Regions from separate parts of the Sus scrofa genome. Here region 2 is linked to region 1. Evidence: chromatin contacts called from public promoter capture Hi-C data. All regions are on one chromosome and are shown on one strand. The core of a region is the stretch at or near the end of the contact, and the rest is flanking DNA. Distances in the headings are between cores, read along the strand shown.

The links. Promoter capture Hi-C pulls out the DNA fragments that hold promoters and counts their contacts.
Region 2: a contact with region 1 is called in a promoter capture Hi-C map of fetal liver, with 5 times the contacts expected there. The contact joins the promoter of PLA2G15 here to the promoter of PARD6A in region 1. A contact is called at or near these places in 2 of 5 promoter capture datasets (fetal liver and liver) and 1 of 2 datasets of contacts at active chromatin or transcription factors (skeletal muscle).

Annotation. Positions count from the first base shown.
Region 1 is chr6:28,278,270-28,282,094 of Sscrofa11.1, forward strand. PARD6A (partitioning defective 6 homolog alpha) reads left to right here and starts at 2,233. Exons shown (of 3, transcript XM_021094099.1): 1 at 2,233-2,927; 2 at 3,315-3,537; 3 at 3,770-3,825. The coding sequence starts at 2,865. ACD (adrenocortical dysplasia protein homolog) reads right to left here and starts at 2,140. Exons shown (of 12, transcript XM_021094094.1): 1 at 1,960-2,140; 2 at 1,742-1,878; 3 at 1,513-1,606; 4 at 1,358-1,434; 5 at 1,205-1,249; 6 at 1,040-1,074; 7 at 725-876; 8 at 565-646; 9 at 383-469; 10 at 1-190. The coding sequence starts at 2,058.
Region 2 is chr6:28,818,376-28,822,428 of Sscrofa11.1, forward strand. PLA2G15 (group XV phospholipase A2) reads left to right here and starts at 2,245. Exons shown (of 5, transcript XM_021094161.1): 1 at 2,245-2,500. The coding sequence starts at 2,392.

The DNA of each region.
Region 1 (3,825 bases), core at 983-3,482:
GTGCAGCTCAGGAATGGGGAGTTGGGTACAGAGTCAGGGGGTAAGGGGCCAGGAGCTGAGCAGACGGCTGACAGGGGCTGGGAGCTGCCCTTAAGCACTGGGTCTGGAGCATCCAAGGGCAGGGCCGGCAGAAGGCTGATGCTGGCACCGCTTTCCTCTGACAACATGTGGCTGAGTAAGGCAGGGGTTCCTGAGGAGAAAGGGACTCACCATGGGCACAGCCCTCGCAGCTCACCCCAATTGAGTGACCTATGAGCTGAGGCAGGCCTGCAGGAACTGTGCTCACCCCCCACCCAGCTGTATACCCTTTCACAGCATCCTGTGCAGCCCTGTCACCTGATTGGTGGCTCACAGCGAAAGGAAGAGCTAAGCACCACCTTACCTGAGGAACAGGGTGAGGAAGGAGGAGAGGAGATCAGGGCCAGAGACAGGTCCTGCAGAGCTGGGTGTGGCGGGGGTAGCTCAGGGCCTGGGAGTCAGGGGAGGCTTATCAGCACTGTGGGCACTGGGCACAGGTACTCCGCTCTTGACCTCTCCAGTCCTGCTTACCCTGTGCCCTCTGACCTGGGCCCAGACAGCTCAGGATCCGCTGCTCATTCTCAGAGATGCGCAGCCACAGGCTGGGGATGGTGTACACAGCTTCTCCCTGTGGGATGTGAACTTTCAGTTTGGCCCTTGCCCAAGTCCCCACCCTGACACCTCCCAAGTGAAGCCCCAGACCGACCGTGGCCTTGCAGCGGGAGGCAGCCCAGCGGGTGAGGGGGGCTGCCGTGCAAGGGCCTGCCAGCATCAGACAGCTCTCAGCCAGTTGCACTAGTGCCCCACGATGCTCCTGGTCCTCCTCTACCTCATCCAGAAGTTGGGACAGTGAAATGCCTGGGGGCAGGGGACCAGGAGATGGGCTGAAACTCAAAGAGGAAGGGTAGGGTGGGAGATAAGAAGGAGGACTTATTAAGAAAGTAGGGTGTGTGTGTGTGTGTGATGACTGGAGAGATCACTCTACCAGGAGTTCGGGCAGCCCGCCAACCCCTATACATACCTGCACTGGGAGAGGTAGACTCTGAAAGGTGCTCCCTAGAGAAACACAGGAGACACCTGAGGCCTATCTGCACAAATCTGCCATCCCCTGACTGAGCAGGCTCAGTCAGAAAAGTGACCAAGCCCCGAATAAAAGCCGAACGGAAAAGCCCAACCCCAGACTCACTGCAAGCAGTCATAAAGCTTTTTCTGCACATCTGGATCCTGGTTGCTGGGAGAGGAGTGGTAGACAGTCAGTGTTACTAGGGGCCCAAGCCCTCACACCCCAAAAGCCAGGCCTGGGTGAGGAGAACAGGTGGAGGGTGGAGGCATCACTTACCAACCAATCACCTGTTCCCGGGGCTGCTCTGTGGGCAACAAGCTGAAGCGGTCCACCTGGAGGTAGAACTCTGCGGGCTGGAGTTCAGGGACAGGTCTCAGGAGTTGTTAGAAAGTCAGGCCCAGTAACCCACCCAGGCCAGGCTCACCACTCACCGCGCCTCCCTCGGCGACTTGGACGCGAACCCCGCAGTCCCGCAGCAGCAGCAGCCGACCTTCTGCCCCTTGAAAACCGAACTCCTTCTCCTCCCTGCGGCAGGGGACCCTCAGTGCCGAGCCTGCGTGAACACAGCCCAGCCCGCCTGGGGCCCGCCCACCTCCAGCTCAAACCTTGAGCTCTCCCGTTGGCCTCCACTATCTCCAAGCCCCGCGGAGCCCCTCTCACCAGTCCGAGGCGTTCAGGGCTTCTCGCGTCACCAGACATCGGATACTGTGGGTCCCATCGGACACAAGCAGCGCGGTGTCGACGTGAGACGTGTCGGAGGCGCGGGACGGGCCCGGGGTTTCGGCCTCCTGCAGTACCTGACCGCGGTGATAAAGCATCAAGCCCACCGCCCTGGGACCCCGCCCTCCGGGCCCTGAAAAAGGTAGCGGGGTTCTCACCTTGAGCAGCTGCCCCGCCCGCGGGCTTGAAAGTGCCTCTGACCCCAGAATTAGCTCTCGAATCCAGGGTCGCAGGACGAGGTTCCCCAAGCGGGCCATTCCCGCCGCGGCAGCCAGCGGATTACCTCTAGCCCGGATTTCCCGCTAGCGCCGCGGCCCCGCCTCTAGTCGGAAGAGGAAGTGCAGGAGCGCTGGGCGGAACCCGAAACCTAGGCCCTGCCCATGAGCATGCCCGCGCGTGCGCACATGCGCGTCCTAGTTGGGAGTTTGTGTGCACTCCCATTGAATCAAATGGCTGCTGACGTGCTTGCTCTTACTTGAGCAACTCTCCGAGCAACGGTCCGCGTTTGGGCCGTTCTTCAGAACTCCTGTGGCATTGAGCAGGAAGGCGCAAAGGCTGGCATGTATGGAGAGGGAGGAATCTAGGGCCTGAGGCTGCAGCCAAGGGTGGTCCGAGCGAGTTAGCTCGGAGTCACTTCAATGCCTGTGACCCCAAAGAACTCAGCAGATATTTATATTATGACCCAGTTCCCTCATCTACAACATACACAGCCTTGTAAGGCCAATGGAAATAACAGCGTACAGCGCTCAATAAATACCACTTCCCCAACTCTCCCCTCGGCTTGGCCAAGCCCCTCCCCCGAGGCTCCCGGGACTTGACGACCGTAACGTAGTGACGTAAGAGGACGTGAGACTCTCCACCCCTCCAGCTCCGTTTCCTAGGAAACGTGGACTCCGCGTTCCACTCTTCGTCGCTGCCCCCTTGACGTCACGGCCCGGATAGGAGGGCGGGGCGAGTGCTACCGCCAGGGGCGGGGCTGCGCGGGCCAGCCGGCCCCGCAGGCTGTGCACCTGCGCTTCGGCGGGCCGCCTAGGGCACCGTCCCTGGCCCTCCCGGTCCCACGATGGCCAGGCCGCAGAGGACTCCGGCACGCAGTCCTGACAGCATCGTCGAGGTGAAGAGCAAAGTAAGGACCCCTCCAGCCCCAGCTCTGGCTCCGGCCCTAGGCGCTTCCAACCCTCACTCTCCCCTCCCTGACTCCTTGGTCCCCACCACCTTTTTCTCTCCTCCATCCTCCACGTCCCATTCTCTGGTTTTCCTTTTCGCTTCCCCCCATCCCACCTCCTCCTTTCCACTGCCGGCTTCTAGAGTCCCTCTGGCCTGGGTACCTGGAGGGCGAGGAGAAGACCTTGGACAGCGTCCCTTGCACTGGAGCAGAGGTCTGGGTGCAAGTCTGCAGCTGTTGTGAAGCCCTGTCTTTCCCACCCCTACTACCCTCGGACCTGTGGTGAGAAAGGGCACGGACTCTGTCCTAACCCCTCCTCCTCCCCCGACCTCCTACCCCCGCCTCCAGTTTGATGCCGAGTTCCGACGCTTCGCGCTACCTCGCGCTTCGGTGAGCGGCTTCCAAGAGTTCTCTCGGTTGCTGCGTGCGGTACACCAGATCCCGGGCCTGGACGTGCTGCTTGGCTATACGGATGCTCACGGCGACCTACTGCCCCTCACCAACGACGACAGCCTGCACCGGGCCCTGGCCAGTGGGCCCCCGCCACTGAGACTGCTAGTGCAGAAGCGGGGTAAGGATGGGGTACAGGGGGCAGCCTCTGTGGGGTAGGGTGACAGGGCAGATCTCCAAGGGTTAGACCATGCCTAGGGTACCCAAACTTCACCCTCTGCAGTCCTTGCCCTTGGCCTGACCTCCAAGTGGCAGGAAATAACTACAGTGTGCCTTCCCCAGGCCTGGGCCTGATGGAAAAGGGCCTGAGTGGGACATTAGGGTCTCTGATTTCAGTGTCCCCTCTCCTGCAGCAGAAGCTGACTCCAGTGGCCTGGCCTTTGCCTCCAACTCCCTGCAGCGGCGCAAG
Region 2 (4,053 bases), core at 995-3,494, 540 kb after region 1:
CCACAGCTCAGGCAATTCCAGATCCTTAACCTGCTGAGCAAGGCCAGGGATTGAACCTGCATCCTCATGGATGCTAGTCAGATTTGTTCCTATGGAGCCACAACAGGAACTCCCTGATTTAATTTTTAGTGCCACAGGAATAAGGGCATAGATTGGACATCAATAAGGAAGACACTGGAGTTCCCGTCATGGCGCAGCGGAAAAAAATCCAACAAGGGAACCATGAGGTTGTGGGTTCGATCCCTGGCCTTGCTCAGTGGGTTAAGGATCCGGTGTTGCTGTGAGCTGTAGGCTGGCAGTTATAGCTCCCATTTGACCCCTAGCCTGGGAACTTCCATATGCCTTGGGTGCAGCCCTGAAAAGACAAAAGACTATATGGATGAGGGTAGTTTGGTTTGGGGAGGGTAGAGTTGGCAAAACCTGGTGACCACCTAGTTGTGGGTCTGAGAGTCAAGGAGGTATCTAGAGTCCAGGATGACCCCAGGTCTGTAGCCAGAATAATCATGTAGATGGTGGGGTCATAGTCAAAAGGGGAGACCTTCACCTGCTGCCCCCTCTCCACAGTGCCAGCACAGGTTATTGCTGACCAGGCCTTGGCACCCCCTCCCTCCATGGCCATAATCCTATCATCTGCAGGAACTATGGGAGTGGGCACCAGGGAACCAAGGACAGGGCCACACTTCGAGGCGCCTGTGGTCACCTGAGGCTGCTAGGCTGAGAAGACATTCAGACTGTGGCTGTAGTCCAAGGCAGCCTAGATTGTCCTGATTCTTATCCTACCCCCACTTAGCACTTGCCCTGGCAGGAGGGCCTCTAGGTTCTCTCACACTGGCCCTCTGCTGGGGCCTGGGTTGAAGGTGAGGGAGGCAGTGGTTTTAGAAGGTGGATCCCCTGGGCCAGGGTCTGAGGTGAGAGATAGCTGGACCTTAGGAGAGGAGGGTACCCCAATTACCAATGTGCTTCACTAAAAGAACACAAGAGAGGCAGGCCAAGACAGTGAGTATGTTCATTGACTGTCACTCCAGAGAGGCTGGATAAAGAGGAAAAAAGAAGGGAGGGAGGGAGGGGCAGGACAGAAGTCTTGGGACCAGCCAGGCATAACCAGGGTGTTTACTGGCCCTCCAGAGAGGGTATGTGAAGGATCAAGACCTCCAGTCTCCAAACACGCTGGTCTCTCTATTCCAGAATGAAGTATGGTACTGGAGTATTACTGGCTGTTAAGTCTTTTGCCCACTCTATTCACCCCAATTCCATGTGCAGAGTCTGTGTCCTCTCTGGAATGAGTTTGCATGGGGTGGGAGTGGCCTGGGGCATGAGATTCCAACACCACCCCTCCTGCTTTTCGTAGAAACTTGCAGATGGCCATGGCACTGGGTTGAGGCTCAAGCTCACTCTTTTTTTTTTTTTTTTTGTCTTTTTTGTCTTTTGTCTTTTGTTGTTGTTGTTGTTGCTATTTCTTGGGCCGCTCCCGCGGCATATGGAGGTTCCCAGGCTAGGGGTCGAATCGGAGCTGTAGCCACCGGCCTACGCCAGAGCCACAGCAACGCGGGATCCGAGCCACGTCTGCAACCTGCACCACAGCTCACGGCAACGCCGGATCGTTAACCCACTGAGCAAGGGCAGGGACCGAACCAGCAACCTCATGGTTCCTAGTCGGATTCGTTAACCACTGCGCCATGACGGGAACTCCTCAAGCTCACTCTTGCTTAACCCAGCCAGCGAACTGCTTGGTCAAGGCGAAGTGGTGTTTATGAAACCCCGAAACAGGCGAACTGAATTCTCACTGGAAAGAGAAATGCTTACCAGGCTAATGTTGCCTGAACCCAGATGCCCTTGGGGCAGAGTGCAAAGAACCAGCCTGGGAGATGCATAAGGTTGCTGGTCAGCTCCTGGTCCCAAGTTCCAGAACTAGTTGCCGGGGAATGACTTATCCCCTTTTTCCTCTTATTTGATCCGGGTCACTCAGCAGCAGCGAGCATTGGACCCGCTCGGCCCGGCGCATTCTAGATCCCTGGTAAGGGAGGCGCCAGGAATCGGGGGTGAGGGCTACGCAGCGTGGACTTTGGGGTGTCCAGCGGCGAGCTGGGTCCGACCAGCTGGGAATATGAGTGGAAACCGGGCTGAGCCTCAGCCGATCGATGCACTCGGCGTGCAGCGCGGTTAAGGGAGTTGGCCCGGGATGAGCAGGGGCGGGGCGGTGAGCTCTGACTGGGAGGGACGCCCAGGCAGCGAGTCCCTATTGGCAGACCATTTGCAGGAGGCGGGCCCTGATTGGCCCAGCCTCTGTGAAGGCTGTGAGCGGCGGGGTTAAGTGCGTCGCCGCCGCCCGGGCCTAGGCACGAGACGCGAGAGCTGAATCCGCACCTCAGACCAGCAGCTGCAGTCGCTGCTATGGGTCTCTGCCCCTACCGCGCCGCCCTGCTTCCGAGTGTCCTCCTGTTCCTCCTGATGCTCACAGACCCGGCGCTCCCAGCCGGACGTCCCCCACCGGTGGTGCTAGGTAAGGCGCGCGTCCAGTCGTGGGTCCGTTTGTTCGTGCGTCCAGCTGGATGGGGCTCGGGCGAGGCTGTCTTCCAGTTCTGCATCTGCTCTAAGCATGGGATTGGGGAAGATATGACTGTCTTGTCACCTGGGTCGGTCCGTCCGCTTCCCGCTTTGCTGGGCGCGGGTGTGGTGAAACTCTTGTCACCTTCCACTGTAGAATATAGGGATAAGTGGGATGGTTACCGCGCATTTGTGCGTCAGTTCAGTCGTTATTCCCAAACATGTCAGCCCCAAACATCCCCATTTTTCACCTGGAAAGACCGAGGCCCTTTGGCCCCGCAAAGGAGGTGGGGTGGCTTCGGAGTTGGCTCTCAGAAGCCTCAGCGTTGACTTGGGCCTGGCTAGAAGATGGTCTCCCTTTGCCTTTCAAGCCCCACAAGTTTCAGAGTGCATTACTGAAAGGAAGTTCTTTGGAGAAAGGATTCCTCTCCTAGCCTTCCACGAGGGCTCCGCCTGACTTAGCAAATGTGTGGCCCTGAGCCTGAGAGAAGAGGCTCAAGGGTATCCGAGGGTGGCCATAGACAGAGGTAGGAGTTGAGACAATGACTGTGAACAGATGTCATACTCTACCCTTACTTCTGCCACACCTTCTTGGACTACGCTATGTTGGGGTTAGGCAACCTCCCCTGCCTGTGTTCTCCTTGGTCCTGGCCCAGGCCGCTCAGTGTTTCCTACTGGTGGGTGTGGACATGGATGAGGCCTCTGTCTTGAGGGCTTTGGGTACCTCATTCAGGCCGTGACCAGCCAGGACTCTAGAAGGCAGAGGCATGCTGAGGTATACGTTACATACTGAACGGCTGCAGCATGACCCCCCCCCCCATGCTCTTTCTACTGTAGTGTTTTAATGAGGATGATGCAGATCACAGAGGGTGGGGTTGGCATGCAGTCCCAGGCACGCCCACCAGGAGCTCTGGGCCAAGAAATGCTCCAGGGGTATGCCAAGTTCACCAGAGGGTCTGGGCAGATTTGGTCCTGCTTCCCCTAAGCTGGCAGGATGATCCTGAGAGCTGAGGTCTGTGATAGGCAAACACAGAGAATCCACCAACCCAGTCGGGGAAGGCTTCCTGGAGTACGCAGCTGGGGCTGAGGCCCAGAGAGAGCTCCAGGCAGAGGGAACTGCATATCGGAGGGAGGGAACTAAGCAGTCCTGGCTGCCTGGAATGGAGTGGGGGCAGGGGTGGATTGTGCGGGCCTCGTGACTGGATGGGTCATCCGGACTTTATCGTGGGGGCCTTTAGGGAGCCTTATGTGAACCTAAGGAGTTTTGAGTATGAACACTGTGGCATTGGGAAGTGTGTGGTCTCTGACTGGACTGGTCCTAGGCCTTTTTACCTCATTAATTCGTTCAGTTCTGGGTTATCCTGGGTCACAGCAGAAGAGCCTCAGGCCTCACCTAGAGGCTCAGAGTAACTGGAATCCTAACCTGCCTAACTCGTCAGAGTATGAGGCTATTGGCATTAATCCTGGGAAACCCCATTGTGGGCAGCAGACAAGCTCTTCCTGGGCACA